2 separate regions of the Rattus norvegicus genome follow, and region 1 is linked to region 2. Evidence: chromatin contacts called from public Hi-C data. All regions are on one chromosome and are shown on one strand. Each heading gives the region's core, a stretch centred on a gene start, on an enhancer-like site or on the middle of the called end of the contact. The rest is flanking DNA. Distances are from core to core; before and after follow the strand shown. Region 1 holds the start of Brcc3 (BRCA1/BRCA2-containing complex subunit 3). Region 2 has its middle 7.6 kb from the start of Tnfsf9.

Region 1 (3,784 bases), core at 600-3,099, 51 kb before region 2:
ATGTAGTTCAGTGACAAAACCATTAGGCGGTATGTTCCTTTTTCCTACACAGTAATATTCCACCATAAGAACGGTTTCTTTAGCTGTGGACTCACTGTAGAAAATCTGGGCTGTTTCTGATTTGCAGCTTCCACAGATAAAACTACCAAGAAAAATTTTGTAAAAGTTTTTGTACCAAGACAGTGCAGCTTGGTGGCTGGGTCATGCTAAGTGTATGTTTAACTTAAAAAAAATTTCCAAACTTTTCTACCCAGTCGATGAATTTTTACATTCCCGTCACTGGTGAGGAATCTCATTTGCCCCCTCAACAGGATTTGCTATTTTCACCATTTTTAGTGACAATGTTTACGTCTCTTTTCATTTCTACTGGTGCTATTTACTTTCGAGTTTCAGACACATCTTTTTCACCGACGGTTTCCTCTTCATCTTTCTGCAGAATAAACAGCTTTAATTTTAACAAAGTCCAATCTCTCTACTTTGTTTTCTTGTGATATTGTGCTTTGGAGTTGAAAATGTTAAGTCCTTAAGTCCTGAAAACTTTTTTGGAATAACTTTTTTCCCTAAGTCTTCCATATTGGATTTAAATCCGTGATACATTCAGAGACTCTTTTACATATTTATTTATTGTATATATTTTGTTAGCTTGAGAAGGTTTGATTTGTTGAAATAAATGACTGTCTTTTCCTCTTTGAATCACATTTGTACTTTTTCAAACGTAGTTAAGCACATTATTGTTGGGTTTATTTCCGGATTTTCTTCCCTGTTGCATTGATTCTTCTGCAAATATCATCGTATCTTGATCACTGTAGCTTTACAATAATAAATCTTGAAGTTATGTTAATGTAGGCCCTCCGACTTTATCTTTTTCAAAATTGATTTTTGTTTAATAAATTGTACTCGAGGTATTTCCGTTCACTCCACGTCCCCCCGCCCGGATTTTTTTTTGCTGCTCCCTCGATTTATTCGAGCGAACGCAGCTCCGCCATGAGCTCCTCCTTCTCCCGCTGCAGCTCCCGCAGATGCTGCTGGTTTTGCTCCAATCTGTCCTCTAACCACTGCAGCAGAGGCCCACTCACCGCCGACATCTGGCTGCACAGATTCTTGGTGAAGACCGAGCCATTGTGGATCTTGGTCACCGAGTCCAGATGTGTGAGGCTATGGATCCGCCTGTACGCGTCCTGCTCCTCCTGACACAGGATCTTCGGCAGCTCCACCGCGGACTCCAGGCAAACTTTCCCGATGGTGACGTGGGGAACGACGTGGACGGGGATTTCGATTCTCTCATAGTCTGAGCTTTTCTGGGCTTGTACGGATTGGAAGCAAGTGTAGAGGACACGTCCGGTCTTTGTGTTCTTGTCTTCTATGAAACAGGAGAAAATAAGTCCCACGAAGCCTTGGTCCATCATTTGGTACATGGCTTGCGTGCGAACATCCACGTGTGAAGGCCACACCGTTATGTGAGGGTGCGAATGGTACCAGCCGACGACTCTCATGGGACGGCCAGTGAGTTCCGCCAACCTTTCCGCCTCAGTCGAGGCTGCAGACAGCTGCTCTGGGGAAATCTCCACGCGGTCCTTCCTCTTGTCAGAACGGCGCAGGATGATGACCGAGTGGATGTGGACGACTCTGATCGAATCCACCTTCTCCGGAACCGTGCACACGTCACTTCCGGCGTGTGCGAATTTGGACTCACTCCTTACGTCGTCGTTCAGCTCCCCGATGCACAGACCCATCACCTCCTCTTTCTCCGTACTCAGGGCGTGGTTCAGACAAACCAGAAAGGCGTCCGACTCCAGATGGACAGCCTGCACGGCCTGAACCACCGGCACCGCCATCGTCTCCCCGTTCACTTCCGCCCAAGGCTTCCGGCCGCCTGTGCAAGCGGGTGCTCAGACGCCCCGCCCAGGGACGGAGCCTGGGGTTCAGGGGCCGGGCCCGCACTCACATCCGCCAAGGGCTTCTGTCCGCCTGTGCGAGCCAGTGCTCAGACGCCCCGCCCAGGGACGGAGCCTAGGGCTCAGGAGCGGAGCCAGGGCTCAGGGGCCGGGCCCGCACTCACGTCCGCCAAGGGCTTAAGGCAGCCTGTGCGAACGGGTGCTCGGACGTCCCGCCCAGGGACGGAGCCTGGGGAATCAGAGGCGGAACCCGGGGTCAGGGGCGGGGCCCGCACTTAAATCCGCTAAGGGTTTCCGGCCGCCTGTGCAAGCCGGTGCTCGGACGCCCCGCCCAGGGGCGGAAGCTTGGCCGAGGGGCGTGGCCGGCGTTAAGGGGGCTGTTCAGACGCAGCCTTACCAGCCCAGCGCTTGACCCTCGGTCCAGCCCTGGCCTAGGGTCTTGGGTTCCACAGGGGCTGAGCCTGAGGCTTAGGGGCGGTGTCCGCCAGGGCCTTAGGGGCGGATCCTGGGGCGTAGGGGAGGAGCCTAGGACCTAGGAGCGGAGTTTGGGCCTTAGGGGTGGGTCCTGTGGGACTTGGGTGGCGGCTAAGAAGGCCTGCGCGGCAGGGAGAGCCGCCGGGAGGCCTACGCAGCAGGCCAGGTAGTACGCTGGGCAACGTTCCTGCGCCAGGGCGGACGTGGGCTGTGAGTCGCTCTGGGGAGTCAGGGCAGACTAGACTTCCTAGTGCTGACGTCCATTTTGGGTGCCCGCCCGCTCCTGATAGCACACATCTTTAATCCCAGCACTTGGGAGGCAGAGGTAGGTGGATCTCTGTGAGTTCCAGGACAGCCAGAGAATCTTTGTCTTGAAAATTTTTTAAATTAAAAATTAAATTAAGAAAAAGTATCAGATTAACTGTCGTTGTCAACTGGGTATGGAGTCACTGGAAACACATCTCTATTTTTCTTACCTCATACACATAATACATCCCAACCACAGTTTCCACTCCTCTCATTCCACACTGCACCTCCCCTCTCTTTCAGATGCAGGCTTCCTCCATCTCCCTTCAGATTCTAACTTTTTTAAACATTATTTTAATATCTATATGTCTGAAAGACAAGACCCTTCCTGAGTGTAGATGCCACCATCCCTGGACTGGGGTCCTAGGCTGAGAGTGTGAGCCAGGCTGGGGTCCTGGGCTGGAGTGTGAGCCAGGCTGGGGTCCTGGGCTGGAGTGTGAGCCAGGTTGGGGTCCTGGGCTGGAGTGTGAGGGAGCCTCAGCTTGTCCCTTCCTGTGAAACCTCTTGGTAATGCTCTAAAGAACTTAACCACTCACCTTACTCACCCTCCTGGATTTTTGTCTGTGGGATGATGAGACTCTAGGCAATCTAAGGGTATGTCCACATCTCTGTGTGAGCAGCAGAAGAGCTGGGACAGCCCACGGCTCTCCCTGACTTGCTGGTGACACAAGCCCTGCTCTGAGGAAGTCAGTGGAGATATTCAGCTACCTCTCCTGGTCAGCATTAGTATTTTCTTTTTATGTAAGTAGTGTGTTCTTTAAAACTTTTTAAATTGATTCTTTGTGAATTTCACATCACACACCCCAATCCCACTCATCTCCCTGTCCCTCCTTATCCGCCCTCTGCCTTGCAACCACCCTTACCAAAAGAAGACAAAAAATATATTTTTTTCATTGTGTAAGCTGCAGTGTGTCAGTCAGTGAGCCCAAGCAGCTTCACTTGCAAATGTTCACTGCCGTGAGCCATTGCTCTGGTTTGAGGACCCTGGCTTCTGCTACACCGTCAGTACCGAATCCTCTCTGGAATTCCTCTTGGATATCCTCTTGTTGCCCTGTGTCATGGAGACCCTGCAGCTTTGCATCTACAGGACCTGCCCCTTCACATGCTGC
Region 2 (3,954 bases), core at 811-3,310:
CCCACCTATATACCCATGGTCCTCCCTTGTCCCACCTATATACCCATGGTCCTCCCTTGTCCCACCTATATATCCATGGTCCTCCCTTGTCCCACCTATATACCCATGGTCCTCCCTTGTCCCACCTATATACCCATGGTCCTCCCTTGTCCCACTTTCACTCTCATTGGCCCCCTTCCTCTTCCTAAATATTTTTTGAGACTGGGTTTCATGGAACCCAGTCTAGGCAGCTCACTTCTTAACAAAGGATGACCTTGAATGTCTTCCTGTTCCTCCTGCCTCTACCTCCCAAGTGCTGGGATGACATGCTTCAGCCACTAGGAACTTAAGTGAGAAATACTCCCTCTGTTCTACCTAGGGGGCATCAGCCCACGTCATGTAGACTCATCAACCCATGTGCCATGTAGACCCAGAGACTCACCATAAAATAGGAAGCAAGGCGACGAAGGTCTTCCAGGGACGTTCTGAGCTGTGTGCCTTCACAGAACTCTGGACCTCCCTTTCTGGGAAAGCAGACAGCATTCCCTAGTCTGTAGCTGACAATCCTGAAGCGCTGTGCTTAGGACCTCAGAGGCAGGAAGCTCTAACCACCATGTTGAGCTGAGTTCCCCCTCCCTACCTTCCTCACCACCCACCCACGTGGTGAAGTGACCGTGAGCCCTAGCTGTCCTCAGAGCCTGGAAGAACTCAAAGGAAGAAAGCAGTTATAGGGACCTGCCCTACAGTGTCGGCCTAGAGACTCCTCTCCCACCTCTCAGGTCCACTGAACACATGTCCCCCAGAATTATAGTCACACATGGTATTTTCTGAGAAGAAAAGCAAAGGTTTGCTATCCCAAGGTTTCTAAGGCAGGATTCCATTTAAATTTGCTCTCACTACACTCAGTGTCAGCTAGAACGAGCTCCAGCAAAAGCTCCATCCCTGGACCACACCTCTAGCCCCTCATTGGAGGACTCTAGGTGGGGCTCCACCCCGAGGTCAAGCTCCCAGCCCTTCACTGGAGATTCTAGACAAGACCCCACCCTGACTGTGACCCCAAACCCTCACTGGGGGATTCTAGGCGAGGCCTAGCAATCTTCACGTCTCAGCCACTAAGCTGGGATGTTACATGTGCACTACCTTAAGCACTATAGTGTTAACTTTCTCTTTTGTTTTTTTTTGTTTGTTTGTTTGTTTGTTTTTTGATGTAGAGTGTACCCAAGTTGCCCAGGCTGGCCTCCAAGTCCTAGGTTCATGTCCACCTCCACCTCAGTGCTCCAAATGGCTAGGATGGCAGGTACTGGCCACCAGCACACCCAATGAGTGTCAACTGCTTTCTGTTGTCTTATCTTGAGTCAGATATTGATTGCTATCAGCCCAGGGCAGCCTCCGACTCCAATGTACTGAGCTTGCATGCACACACCAGCTGCCAGGCTTAAAAGTCAACTTCCCTGACCCTCCTATGGTGGCATATGGAAGCTTCACAGCATAGGTTCAAATCCCAGCCCCACCTCCTGAGCAAATACCTCTTGGCGCCTCAGTGTTCCCCTCTGAGACGTGAAATTAACACCAATGACTATCTCAAAAAGCAAGGTATCCGCAGTGCAAGAACCAGAATGTTGCCAGCGGGCACTCAGGAAGTGCAGCCATCGCCATCCTTGCCACTGGCAGCCTAGACAGCCTAGCATGTCTCGGTGTCTACACACATGGGCTTGAAGTACTGAAATTCAGTACCCAGTTCCCGCCTCCGAGATGACCTGCGAGGGTTCGAAGAGAACTACGCAGAGCCAGGATTCTGGAGGTGGAGTTAGGAGGATCAGGAGTTCAAGATCAGCCTCAGTTCCAAGTCTAGTTGCAGACCAGCCTGGGCTATGTGAGACCCCTAGACCACCAACAACAACACAACACAACAACAACGACAAAGCCCAGAAGCAGCAGAAAGTGAAGAGAACAGAAATCTCTCCAGTCATCAAGAGGAAATTGTTCAGATTAATGTCGATGAGATCACCAGTCACACGGAGCAAAGACAGTAGTTAGCTCATGTCTTTGAACCACCGTGACAGGCTCTTCCGGCCTGAGCAAACCAAGGGCTGCAGAGGAGTCTGCATTACAATTGCTTCCGGGGATTTGCTCACACTGCGGTGTGGCTCTAGCCTGCACTTCCCTGTGGGCAAAGTTTTGTTTGGGTTCCTCCTCTTTCTCCTCCTTCTCCTCCCTCCCTTCCCCTCCCCTCCTCCTCCTCCACTTCCTTTCCCCTCCTATCTTCCTCCTCCTCCTTCCTTTTAGCCATGAACAGCCTATAGTCAACTAGGCACCCAACAAGATAGAAAAGGTAGCTGTCTGGAGGAAGGGAAAATCAACAGGTACTCCCCTGAGAAAGTTGGAGGGGGCGGGCAGGCTGGGGACCCTTCAGAGGGGCAAGAGTTAGCTCAGTGATAGGAAATCAGCCAGGCTGAATAGAAAGGGAATCCCAGCCTGACTACTATCTGGAAGGGACTCCCCAGTGCTGGCAGAGGACACAGCCATTGGACAGTCACAGTTAAACAGAAACACAAATGACACCCACAGCCAGGACATAGAACAGACGCTCACAGTAACCACAAATCATCACAGTCACGCTCGTGCTCTCTCTCTCTCTCTCTCTCTCTCTCTCTCTCAAAGACAGAGACAGAGACAGAGACAGAGAGATCATTGTCAAACACACTGAAAAGGCAAGGTGTGGCCATTTATATCTGTCATCTGAGCATTTGGGATGCTAAAGTAGGGACATTGTCCCCAAGTTTGAGGCCAGCCTGACTATGTATGCTTCAGGCTAGCCTTAGCTATAAAGATAGACCCTGTCTCATGAGGACAGAAAGAGGAGAAAGGGGAAGAAAAGAGGTAAGAAAAGGGAAGAGATAAGAGTACTCCCACTCTGCTCTTCCAGGGTTAAGTCATCACATGGTGGCTCACAACCTCCTGTAATTCCAGATCCAAGGGGACGTGACGCCCTCTTCTGGACTTCATAGGCACTGCATGTCATCTGCACTTACCCTGAGACAGCTGAGACACACACATATACTGATAAATACAAGTAAAATGTTTAAACGTTTTTAAATATGCCGAGCGTATATAGCTCAGCCAACAATATTTGTCTCGTTAGCATGAGGATCTGAGTTTGATCCCCAGCACCCCTGGCTTCTTGTTTTGTTTTGTTTCGTTTCGTTTCGTTTCATTTAAAAGAAAAAAGACAAGCTGGCAAATGCTTATACTCTTAGCTCTGGAAAGTAGACCCAGGAGGATTCCTGGAACTCACTGGCAAACCATCCTTGACAAATAGCTCTGGGCTCCCCCAACCAGTGAGAGATTCTATCTTTAAAAAACAACTAGGTGGCTCAGCGGTTTAGAGCACTGGCTGCTCTTGCTCTTCCAGAGGACCCAAATTTAATTCCCAGCAGCCACATGGCAACTCACACCTGTCTGTAACTCCAGTTCCAGGGCTTCTGACACCTTCACACAGACATGCAGGTAGGCAAAACACCGAGCACGAAATGAAACAAATTAAAAACAAAGGCAAGCAAACAAGAAGAACAAAAACAGTATTCCACTAGGACATCCAGGTGCCAGCTCTGTGCAGAGCTACCTCCTGCTCAGCCGTGGATCCCAGCGCGGGACACACGCGCCCCCTTGTGGAAGGCATCCTCGACCCAGCTGCAGGGGATGCAGGTGGGAGGGTCTGCCCAGCATTCTGGCTGAGCCTTGGAAGGACGTGATGTTAGAACCTGGAAGCCCAGGACCGGCACCCCGGAGAAGCCTGTATAACCGCGGGATACGATCAGTGCGGATGTTGTAAGGGGAGCCAGGTCACTGTCCTTCCTAATGGGCCAGTGTCAGCAGCACGAAAGCGGCCAGAGCCCATGGGTGCCACTTGAGAGTAGAATCTGGTTTTCAAGCCCAGAAACTTCTCAGCCATTCTCCTTAGGCTCCGCCCACTTC

What was found. Hi-C and Micro-C count contacts between places; a contact is called where the count stands out from the background.
Region 1: a contact with region 2 is called in a Hi-C map of mammary epithelial cells, with 2.3 times the contacts expected there. The contact joins the promoter of Brcc3 here to the enhancer-like site in region 2. A contact is called at or near these places in 3 of 12 Hi-C or Micro-C datasets (the A7r5 cell line, kidney and mammary epithelial cells).

Annotation. Positions count from the first base shown.
Region 1 is chr9:2,071,992-2,075,775 of GRCr8, reverse strand. It overlaps Brcc3 (BRCA1/BRCA2-containing complex subunit 3), which reads right to left and starts at 1,849. Exons shown (of 1, transcript NM_001127300.1): 1 at 1-1,849. The coding sequence starts at 1,835. The coding sequence ends at 960.
Region 2 is chr9:2,021,482-2,025,435 of GRCr8, reverse strand. No RefSeq gene overlaps it. Among named protein-coding and RNA genes, the nearest start is that of Tnfsf9, 7.6 kb to the left of the region's middle. Within about 2 kb of position 2,060, at least 40 of the 93 cell types and tissues checked have an H3K27ac peak or open chromatin away from gene starts, as enhancers often do. A contact at or near this core is called in the A7r5 cell line, where this site is marked.